Linked DNA regions of Gossypium hirsutum: region 2 is linked to region 1. The links are chromatin contacts, called in public Hi-C maps. All regions are on one chromosome and are shown on one strand. The core of a region is the stretch at or near the end of the contact, and the rest is flanking DNA. Distances in the headings are between cores, read along the strand shown.

Region 1 (5,758 bases), core at 2,186-4,685:
AAACCATTATAGTTAAATAATCGGTCCATGTAAACGCAACATTGAATATAAATAATAGGATTCCTTAACTCGACTCGAAATTTTTTTACTCGATTCAACTCGACTCGATCAAATACTCACCCGTAGTGAATTGTGGTTTTTGTTTCGACCCATTACTATTGGGATGAATTGTGGTTTTTGTTCCAACCCACTGCCATTAGGGTGATTTGTGGTTTTTGACTTTTGTCACTGAGGTTAAGGGTGACCATAACGAAAAAAAGAATTTACTATTATCTTATGATATGTCAGAAATTAGTAATTTGCCTTTATTATAATTTTGACATGGAATATGCTTAGAATTATTTGTTGCAGATTACTCATAAATTTTGCAATTATGTTTCAATAATATATTTGTCCTAAATGTTTCCATGCTTGCTTAACCCAACAAAAGAAAATGCCAATTACTTACTAAGTAGTTAAATTCACCCTTTCTTTTAATATTTTTACAAGTTCTAAATTTGCTCGTGAAGTGAGAAGTTTGGAGAGTGACACTTTTAAATATTATTGTATTTCTTTAGAACTCCTAAGATGTTTCTATAATTTACATTTTCGATACTACTAGAAAAGTTTTTATTTTGACCTTTTTTAAACTGCACATTTTAAAAGTTGTCTTTAAAACAAATCTATAAAAAAATTTATGAGATTATAACCTTACGATTTTTATATTAAACTTTTTGGTTTACTTCAATTTAAACTAATTTGTGATAGCGTTGCCTATTTGTGAGATTCTATCTTACAAGTGTGCGACATTTGCTATACTTCAATTTAGGTGTGATAGGACGACACTTTAAAGGCTTCTCGTAAGAGAGTCAATGTCTTTTTGTTGAGAGAGGATTGGCTCTTTGGGGCAATCTTGGACCCTTAATAGAGCTATTATTCCTGGAGTATCTATACTCGATTTTAACCTTAAGCTTTTGTCTCTTGACTTTAAGAAGAGTCCAAAGAGGTTTATGGGATTTGATAGAATTGACTAGTCCATCAAGGAAATGTTTAGCACTGGATCTTAGAGGGGTTCTAACCCATGTTTTAAGGGTTTTAGTGGGTTAGAACCCCACTAAGGCCAAATGCTAAATATTTCGTTGATGGAGTAGGCATTCTTGCCTTATTCCGTGAACTCCTTTAGGTTCTCCTCGAAATCGAGAGACAAATGCTCAAAGCTAAAATAAAGCATAAACACTCCGGAAATAATATTTTATAATAATTAATTATTATTTGAATATATATAATTTATACTTACAATTATAATTGTACTTGTAACTAAAAAAAAATTAAATCAGTAAAAAATATTTGGTATCTTATCAAAATTATGCTTCAAAGACTAGCAATCATCAAAAAAAATTTAAGCATTGCTTTCTTTCTTTATTTCTAGTAATAATAAGCTTATTTATTTTACTTCATACATTGGTGGGCTTTTCCGCATATGAGTACATGGTTGATTAAGTGTGAGAGATGGTGAAAGTACCTTAGTATATTTTTAGCTTTAAATGACCAGTTTTCTTTTGTTAAGTGATTTGACGAAAGGTGGTTGATGGGTAGATCGATCTATGGCACCGACAAATTTGAGGTGTTTAGAATGCAAGAAAACCCAATTATCCATGGATATTATATATACATGGATTCAGCATTTGAGATAATAATTAAAAGGTAGCCATAGAAAAAAAAATTGTAAACATTAATGTGACAAGCAATGTTAACTCAGTCTTTGTTTGCAAATTGCAAATAGTTTTTTTGTACTAAATTCCTTTTCTGAATCCACAACCTCCAAAACCCCACCTTTGCTATCAACTTTTACGGTTCACCTTCAAAAAGCATGTAACATTTTCTTTTCTTTTTCCATAAGAAAAATAAAAGAACAAAATATATGTACTTTAAAAAACCCATTGTCCACTGCATATATACATCACCCACGCCACACCAAATCTACAATGGATTAAGTTCATATCAAGATTACCGGGCAAACCAGTGGTGAGCGGGAGACGGACGGACGGACAGCGGGGCTGGAGCGGTGAGCGGGAGACGAACGGGCAGTGACGCTGGAGGTCATTTGTGCAGGTGGTGAGCGGCAGGGATTTTGTTTTTAGGAAGTAGGAATTGATTAGGTATTGGGAATAAGGGAAACAATAAGGTATTCTAATGACAGTCAGTAACGGGTAATCTATAAAAATAGTCATTTTTATTTGTCTCATGTTATATTTTAATCAATTATATTTGACTAAGTTTAAAAAATTTTAGTTAAGGTCTAGGTTTAATCAGTTTTTAGTTAAGGTCTAGGTTTAAAAATTTTTAGTAACGGGTAATCTATAAAAATAGTCACTTTTGTTTGAACACTTCTTTTAGTTAAAGTCTAGGTTTAAAAATTTTAATTAATTAAATTTTTAATTAAAAATCTATTTTCATCCCATTTAGAAATTCAAGTTGGCACCTCAAATCTAGTTAGACTGCCACGTAGGATTATTGTTAGAGAGATAATGGAACTTAACGGTAGGGTGATCACTTCATAACAAAATAATAACATAAATGACTAAAACGTAACATTTCAAACATAAGTGACTAAAATGTAACCTGGGACAAACAAACATGACTATTTTGTAAATTACCCAGTCAGTAACTCAATCTAAAAAAATTCTAATCGGGTCAGGCTTAGATTGAAAAGATTTTATTCGGAATCTAATCTTAGTTTTTAATTCAAGTTGATTTTTATCTAAATTTTTTACCTTGTTGGAGCAAGTTTTCACGCCGGATCACTTGAATTGAGGAATTGATTGCTTTTGCACTTTGAAGACAAAACTAATCGTTCTTCTTTTCTTTCTCCTAACCCCTCGACTTTTCGACACCCATAGCTCAGCATTCTGTTCTGCGGTATCATTTTAATTAGTTACCTGAAACTAAAAAGCATATGCCTTATTCTTTAGATTTTATCTCATCAAAATTTTTTACATAATAAAGTTGTATAACTATGTGGTGTTTATATATATATATATTATTGTATTATATTTAAGATATTTATATTTATATAAATTTGGATCTATTAATTTTTGTATCCTCTAATTGTATCAAAATTAATGGCTAATATTGCTTAACCTAATTCAAAGTTTGTGAAGGGATGCTTAGGTGTTAAAAGCTCAAAATATTATTTCAAATAAAATACATTCACTTACCCTTTTAAGTTTGACTCTTGGAGTAAATGATATTTCTATAAAATTAGAAGGTGAAATAGTGGGAGTGAAAACCATTGGCAATTATTTGCGTGGAAGAGAAGGAAATGGGTCCTAGAGAAGTGAGGGTGCATTTTAACAGGCTTTGTCTAATAATAACAACCCTTTTAGGTAATCAATGAAAAAGCTTTTAAAGCCTATTTTAAACCCCACATTTAAAGTTAAACTGGGTCCTCTTCGTGTTTGCCCAAGTCGGCTGACCGTTCAAGGAGGCTCTGATACAATGGGCCTTCCCTGCCTCCACTTAACCTTGTTTCTGTCGGTGGCTCTCCCAATCATCATAGCCTAATAAATGGATTCTCAAAAGTATAAAATTATTACAAGACTTTTTTATTTAATTTTTAATTGTAAAATCAACCACAAAAAATCAACCATGTACTCTCACAACCTTCCTAATTGAGGCTTAGTTTGGGTGCATTTAATTTTTTAAAAGTTTAATCATTCTTTTTAAAATTATAATTATTCTTTTTAAATTTATGTTAAACGTTATTAAAAAAAACTTAACTAAATTTTTATTCTATTATGAATATATAAATTTGTGGACCGAAAATCTAATAAATATTTAAAAAGATCATGATGAAAGGAAGGAGATGCATTGCACGCATGCATTAGCACAACCCAAAAAAAAAAAACAATAATCTTTTCATGGATCAACCCTACAAAATTAATAATAAAATGTTAAAGCATATGCCTTGCTTCATGTTGCGAAGAACCTTATATCAATATTTATTTAATTTCTTCAACCATGCCCCACATCATGACTACCACTTCTTCAGTTTTGACCTGGATTTCCAGCACCCACATTGCCTCTATTAATCTTCCTATCACAAAAACAAAAGCTTATTACATTTATTTTTATATACATTATAGCAATGCAGGTGGGATGGGATGATTCCAAAACTTTTGTAGCTGCATTACTCTCGATTCTTGTTTTATAAAGAAAGCTGCAATTTGATTTTTTTTAATAAAATATATTATATATTACAATTCTATTTTATTCTCAATGCCCCTATAGTAGAAAGTAGTGGATACATTTGTAGCTTGGGTAAAAGTATTATGCCATATATTATATTAAGAGTCAGATTGTATTTTATCTTTTTTACTTAAAAATTGGTAAATTAGTCTTTATACATTGATCAAAAAGTAAATTGATCCTTTTGTTAAAATTTTCATCCATTCTTACTGTTAAAAATTGGTCTCTGTACATCAGAATGAGGTATACATGGCATGCCACATGTAACTATTTGGTTATTCTATCAACGACACTAGTTTTTAACAGTGAAATAGATGAATTTTATAATAAAAATGGCCAGTTTGGTTTTTAATCTAATATATAAGGACTAATTTGCTCATTTTCTAAGTAAATAGAGCAAAATGCATTCTCACTCTTAGTATAGGGACCTTCATGATACTTTTACATCCAAATGGCTCTAACAATGAAAAAAAAAGTGAGAACAAGCGTTGATTTCATCCACTTAACCAAAGCTTATTCCAAAAGTAACTTTTCCCCACCTTAGAATTGATCAACACGCTTGTGTACAACACAATGTAGTCAATTTCGCACTGATTTCTGTTGTATTGATCGGTGTGCACCAGTCTTGTAATAAATTAGAATAATTGCTGCTCATTTTCGCACCGATGTAAATTTCGACATGTATCGATTGCACTGGCTCATTCTGACTAATTTCAATTGCACCACCGAAACATTGTGCACCAACCAGTGCATGAATAATGTTAAAAAAATAGATAGAATTATTTTTTTATTAATCAAATTTAAAATTTAAACTTTAATCAAGAGAAATAGACAACTTTAAAATTTAAAGTAGAAAATTAATAAATAATAAAGACTTTATATAATACACAAACTAAAAAAAAGACAAAATTTCTATTAACTTTTGTGTTTCTATAAAATTTTCATTTTATATATTTAGTATGGAATGATTTTATTGTTTTTTTTAAATAATGTTGTGGATAATTTTATTGTTTAATGTGTAAGATTTTTATTTTATTTTAAATTTGTTAAATGATAATTTTTATTTATAAAATTTATTTATGAGTATGTTATATAACTAATTAATATTTTTATATTTAAAATTATTTAATATAATTCATTTAATATATTTAATATTAAATATTTTAAAAAAATCGATAAATTTAAAATCATACCCTAAAACATACCAGTTTTAATAGGAAAAGGATACCCACAATCTTAATACAACATTGCACTTTCTCAAACTTGGATACGTGGTGACCAAAAGATAATATAAAATAATAATAATAATAAATGGTGCATGCTGTTTTTAGGCACTCAATACGTGGATGTTTTGAAACACAAAATAATTCTTTTCTTTCCTCCAAGAAAAGAATAAGAAGCTACGTGATCAGTAAAGTGGAGTCAATTTTTTAATATGTTCGGTATTGATTTGAGTTTCTAACTAATTCTTTTTTATAATCAAATTAATGTTACTAAAATTTTGAGTCTCAAATTTATTATTTTTATTTTA
Region 2 (5,758 bases), core at 1,687-4,186, 65 kb after region 1:
AAGATCTTAGGAAAATGTACGTCACTGCAATTGTGAAAGATGGGAGAAATGGTTCAAATCAGTAGATGGAACTTTACATACCTGGAACAAGAGACAGAATGAAAATAAATATTTAATTTATTTTAAAATGGCACGTGTCATATTCTGATTTGCTTTGAAATTTTTTTACCATGGATAGGTGAGAAATTATAAAAAATATTTAATTTCATTTAATCTTAAAATTAAAATTTTTTATTTAAATAAAAATATCATGTGTCACACATTTCTTTGATATTTTGATATTTGAGGGTAACCTTTGAAGAATCAAAGTTTAAATACCACTTTACACTTAAGTTGAAAAAGTATCATAGGAGCCCATTTTTCATTTAAGTTTTCATTTAAGCAAATTATACAATGAAATAAATTTTAAAAAAATGTTAATTATGAATATAAATAATTTTTAAATATATATTTATAATAAATAAAAACATTAATAATAAATCAATATCCAAATTTTAAATTTAATGCTTGCATAAAATATCTTTTAATATAATATATTAATTTAATAATACAACAATTCAATTATACTACATACAAAAAATAAACAGTTCAATTATAGTAAATTAATTTATAAGTTCCACACATTACTAAACCTGGTACCACTAATAATATTATTAATAAATTAATTTAAAATCATATTAGTAAAATTAAAGTCAAGAAATTTTAAATTTATGAAAATTTGAATCCAAATCAATTTAAACTCGAAATAATTCTAGCTCGAAACCATCTAAATACAAAGAGAGTTGAATCTAAAGCTGCCAAATCCAGTCGTTTATCACTTCTATACATTAATATAAGTATGCATTAGAATTTATACAAGGTTTAGTATATATTTTGCTTGCTAAATTAAATATGTTTGATATCTAAATTGTTTTTTTAGATACTTTTCATGCCTTTATATAGTGTTGTTAAATTCTAACGGTGCGACATTGAAAATCATATGTGACAAAGCACTAAAAAAAATAAATTTATTTTACATTAAAAATGAATCTAGACATAATCTATATGCATCATATACTTAATTTTTTTAAAAAATTTATATAATTTTTAATTGTTATAAAAAACATCATCTTTTTATAATATTATTTTGAAATGAAAAATAAAATAAAATATTTAAAATAAATATATAAAAATTATAAAAATTATTTCACAACCAAAATGAATATGAACAATAAGAAGTTTCAAGGGCGAAGCCAGAACAAATTGTTGGGGGGCTGGATAAAATTTTAATTTTTTATAATTTATATCTTTATAATTTGTAAAGGATTAAATCGAATTTTTATAATTTTAGGGGGTCAAAGTGCAATTTTACCTTTACTAATTTAAAATTTTTTTAAAAATTTTAAGGGTCAAAAGAACAAATTTACATTTTAGGGGAGATCGGGGCCATGCCAGCCCCCTAGCTTCGCCCCTGAGAAGTTTAGATTCAAATGCTCCTGAATATCATTTTGTCCGATATTATTCCAGACATGTTTTTAGTAATTTCATAACTTTAACTTGTTACTATTTATATATTACTATGTTATGATTTTTTAATTCATTGAGGTTTTATAATGTATTGATTTGTTAGTATTTGATTCTATATATTTCGATTTTCATATAATCAATTTTTTATAAAGATAAAATGAATAAAATTTCTAAAAAAATAAATTTAGAATGAATCCGGACAAAGTGACATTCAAATTCATATTTGGATATTCGTTTGTCCATGATCATTATGGACACGAGATAATATTTTAATAAATTTTAATTTCAAAATATAATAATATAAAAGTTGATATTTTATAAAAAAATTTAAAATATATAAAATTAAGTTTAGAATGGACCTAAATAAATAAATAAATATATATATATTCAAGGTTCGAAGCTACATTCTCTCTTTATCATTGCACCCAACTACTTATTAATTATATATATACTTTTATAAAAATTTATTTTTTATTTGATATATTTTAATTACAAAATAATAATATAAAATTTGATATATTTTGAAAAATAAAAACTATATAAAATTATTAAAAAGTAAGACAAATACCTACCAAGTTCACTCTTAATGTAAAATAATTTTTATAATTTTTAATTTTTTATAATAACTTGCGATGTGTTAAGATACGAAGCTGCCACATATTTTTTTATTGTTTAAAAATGTCCTGTCATAAAATTTAAGGGGTCAAATTATTAAATTACATAAATTTATATCAGTATACACTATGCAAATACGATTGTAACAAATTTGAACTGCGTAAAACTTGATTTGATTCGAAAAAATTATTTTTTTTAATTTTAAGTTAATTAAATTGAGTTATTCGAATAATTAGAGTCAACTCGAATAACTCAATTCGAGTTTTAGTCGAGTTAAATTTCACAATTCGAATAACTTAAATAATTCAAATAATAGATTGGTATAAATACATTTTTAGTCCCTGTCAACTTTAAAAATAAGTAAATTGGTCTCTCTTAACAAAAATTACAAAAAAATTCAAAATAATTTTCAAAAATTCAAAATATATATTTAAAAAAATATATAAAACTTCTAAAAAATATATAAAAAAGTTGCCCTTTTAAAAATTTTCTAAAATAATAAATTTTTAACTTAATTATTAATTCAAATTTATCATATTAAAATATTTTATTTTTTATTATTTTACTTTAAAATTTTTTAAATATATATAATTTCAAATTAATGTACTATAATATCAAATTAGTTATACTAAACAATATTAAATTAAGACAATAAAATAAAATTCATTAACTCCAAACTCCATTAACTCAAAATTTTTTTACTCAATTTCATCCAACACTCTACCAAAAATCAAAAGTTATAGGGCAGCAACTGGAGGTTCGAATTATTCTCCTACTGTATATATGATTGCTGTAATTAAATCCTCAGTTGTTTTCGGGGTATTTGCCAAAGCCCCCTTCCTTCCTTTCAATCCAACTACCTTCACCATCTCCGTAGTCAGTCCCACTCATACACTCTCTCTGACTATATATTTAATTATTTATCCATGTCTAATGTCTATACATTGAAAGACAGGCTTCTCTTTTTTTTTACTTTTAGCTTTATTAGTCTTAAAAAAAGGTATCCTGGTACGTCCCCGAGGCTGCGCCATCAGTTCAGAGCCAAGAACAAAGCATAAAGCGAGAGAGAGAGAGAGAGAGAGAGAGAGAGGGAGAAGGAGAGGCTAATGCTAAGGTAAGGCCAAAGCCATGTTTTTTTAAAAGCAATCCACAGAGAGAGAAAGAGATAGGGGGGGGGGGTTACAAAGGCTTTTACACGTGATAAAGAAAACACCAAAAGCACTTTGCATGCGTGTATAAAGATTCATCATCATCATCATCTCTCTTTCACTCCCCCCCTTCCCTACTTTTTTTTTAAAATTTTTTTCTTTGCTCTTATTTTTCTCCCTTGTCTCTCCATCATTCCTAGAAAAAAACCATCTTTTATCTCCTTTTCTGCTTTCTCTTTCAATCTGTCTTTCACCTTCCTTGGCTTCAACCCATCTTTTCTAACCTCTTCCTCTTTCTCTTCTTTGTTTTGCCTTCAAAGTTAAGTGCTTTGCATATTGGTTTCCACTTGGTTGGTGAGTTTTCGAATATATACTAGTAACATTTATGATTCCATTTAATGGGTTCATTTTACTATTAAGCATTAAATTTTTTGTGTTTTCATTTTCTGGAATATCCACGAGATAGTGATTTCTTTGCCCTTTTCAATGTTTATTCCCTCTCTTTGTATCCATGTTCTTGTTTTTTTGTTTTTTTCTAGATGGCTTTTATTCTTTCTATGTACCTTACGGTTTCAAATTATGTTGTTTACATTGAAATAAATAAAATAAATGAACTTTCTTCAATGCTGTTCCTATGTTTTTATCTGATTGGGCTTATATTCATTCATTTCTAATCTGATTTTTTTTTCCTAATAAAGTTTTCAGTTTTTGGTAGGGACAAGCTTTAGGGGAATAGATTTTTGTCTTGTGGGTAGTTCTATTTGTTTTTGTTTTGGGCTGCTATTAAATTATTATTATTAAATGGTCATTGGTTTCACAATAGAGGTTTCTCAAGAAGGTTTGATTTTGGAGTTGATATTCAGTTTTGTCTTTGCTTACCAATTTTTTAAGTTGCAGTCTTGCAGGTTTGGGGCTTTGTGCCTTTGGTTCTCTCTACTTTGCTTAGTCTTTTTTTTTAGCAATATTTCAGAAGCAAAAATTGGAACAATTGTGGTTTTAATTCACGCATAGGTTTGCAGAATGGTTTTTATAGTTCTATTTCTCCAAGTCTATATATTTTTTTGAGTTCTAAATTTAGGAGTCTGTAGTTTTAGGGAGTTAAATGCTGAAAAAAAAGGTGAAAGATTTGGGGTTCTAGTGTTGCAAAAGAACGGTAAAGCTTGCCAGGAGCAAAAACGTCTGGAGTTTGTGCCCTTGTCCTTTTAGTTTTTACTCTTAATTTGTTCTTTAAAATACTTATGTTCAATACATTTTGACATATATTTTGGTATATGTTCAGACATGACATGATGTTAAGATATAGTCCTTAAAATAATAATATTCTGATACATTTTTACATGGGACATTCACGCAAGTGTGTTTAACATAGATCAACATTTGTATTTTACCCTTCTGAAGATGTTTTTCCACTGACATACATTTTCCTTATTTGTTTATATTTTCAGGCAGAAAGTGTAATTATTACTTGTAGGTTAGGGAAAGTAGTACAAGAATAGAAGAGAAACCAGTACTTTATGCGTGTGCCGATCCCTGAAAGAAATTCAGACTTTGTTTCTCTTTTGTACAAGCCTTTTGTTCTTGTCTTGCATCAGTTTCGCCGAGTAAGTTCAGAGAAAGCTTACCAGTATGCCTATAAGGCAAATGAAAGATAACTCAGAGCAACACCTTGTGATAAAGAATCACTTGCAAAACACTATGAACCCGATTCAAAGAACGCCAAAGACTGCACAAAATGGAAAAGGTCCAGCAGCAGGTCATGAACCACACAACACAAAACAATCCCGTAACCACACCTCACCTCCAACGAAGAACAAAGGAAGAAGAAGAGGAAGAGGTGGTAGAAAATCTGATCAAGGCGATGTTTGTATGAGACCGAGTTCGAGGCACTGCACGGTAGCACAGAAGCCAGTGAATCCTGGTTCTGCTGATATTTTGGCTGCTACTTCAAATGGGTCTATTCAGAATGATCATAATTTGCCTGGAATGGAAATGGGGTTTCCTACTTCAAGCAAGTCTTTGAATTTTGCATCTAGGCCTGGTTTTGGTCAAGTTGGAACCAAGTGTATTGTAAAGGCTAACCATTTCTTTGCTGAGTTACCAGACAAGGACTTAAACCAGTATGATGTAAGCTCATTTTTGTTCTTGTTTTGCCTCTTTTTTTATTTACATTATCATTGGTTCATTTTTTTCATGTATGGTTACTACTTTAGTTATTTAGTTTGTAATTATATAATTTGTTCATGTTCTTTTATTTTATTGGTATGTATGGTATTTAAACTCTGTTCTCGTTGCTGTTTACCTCTTGCAAACCTGTATTCTGCTTCATTGCAGGTTACTATAACTCCTGAAGTGACATCCCGAACGATGAACAGAGCTATAATGGCAGAGCTTGTGAAATTGTACAAAGAATCAGAGCTAGGAATGAGATTACCTGCTTATGATGGCCGAAAGAGTCTGTACACAGCTGGTGAATTTCCATTTTCGTGGAA

Evidence for each region. A called contact is a pair of places that touch in the nucleus more often than the background predicts.
Region 2: a contact with region 1 is called in a Hi-C map of leaf, with 2.9 times the contacts expected there. The contact joins the promoter of LOC107952160 here to the enhancer-like site in region 1. A contact is called at or near these places in 15 of 34 Hi-C or Micro-C datasets (anther, callus, hypocotyl and 3 more).

The regions. Positions count from the first base shown.
Region 1 is chrA10:55,315,101-55,320,858 of Gossypium_hirsutum_v2.1, forward strand. No RefSeq gene overlaps it. Among protein-coding and RNA genes, the nearest start is that of LOC107916025, 35 kb to the left of the region's middle. Within about 2 kb of position 3,436, at least 6 of the 9 cell types and tissues checked have an H3K27ac peak or open chromatin away from gene starts, as enhancers often do. A contact at or near this core is called in hypocotyl and leaf, where this site is marked.
Region 2 is chrA10:55,380,747-55,386,504 of Gossypium_hirsutum_v2.1, forward strand. LOC107952160 (protein argonaute 10) reads left to right here and starts at 2,937. Exons shown (of 22, transcript XM_016887441.2): 1 at 2,937-3,235; 2 at 4,715-5,393; 3 at 5,601-5,758. The coding sequence starts at 4,896.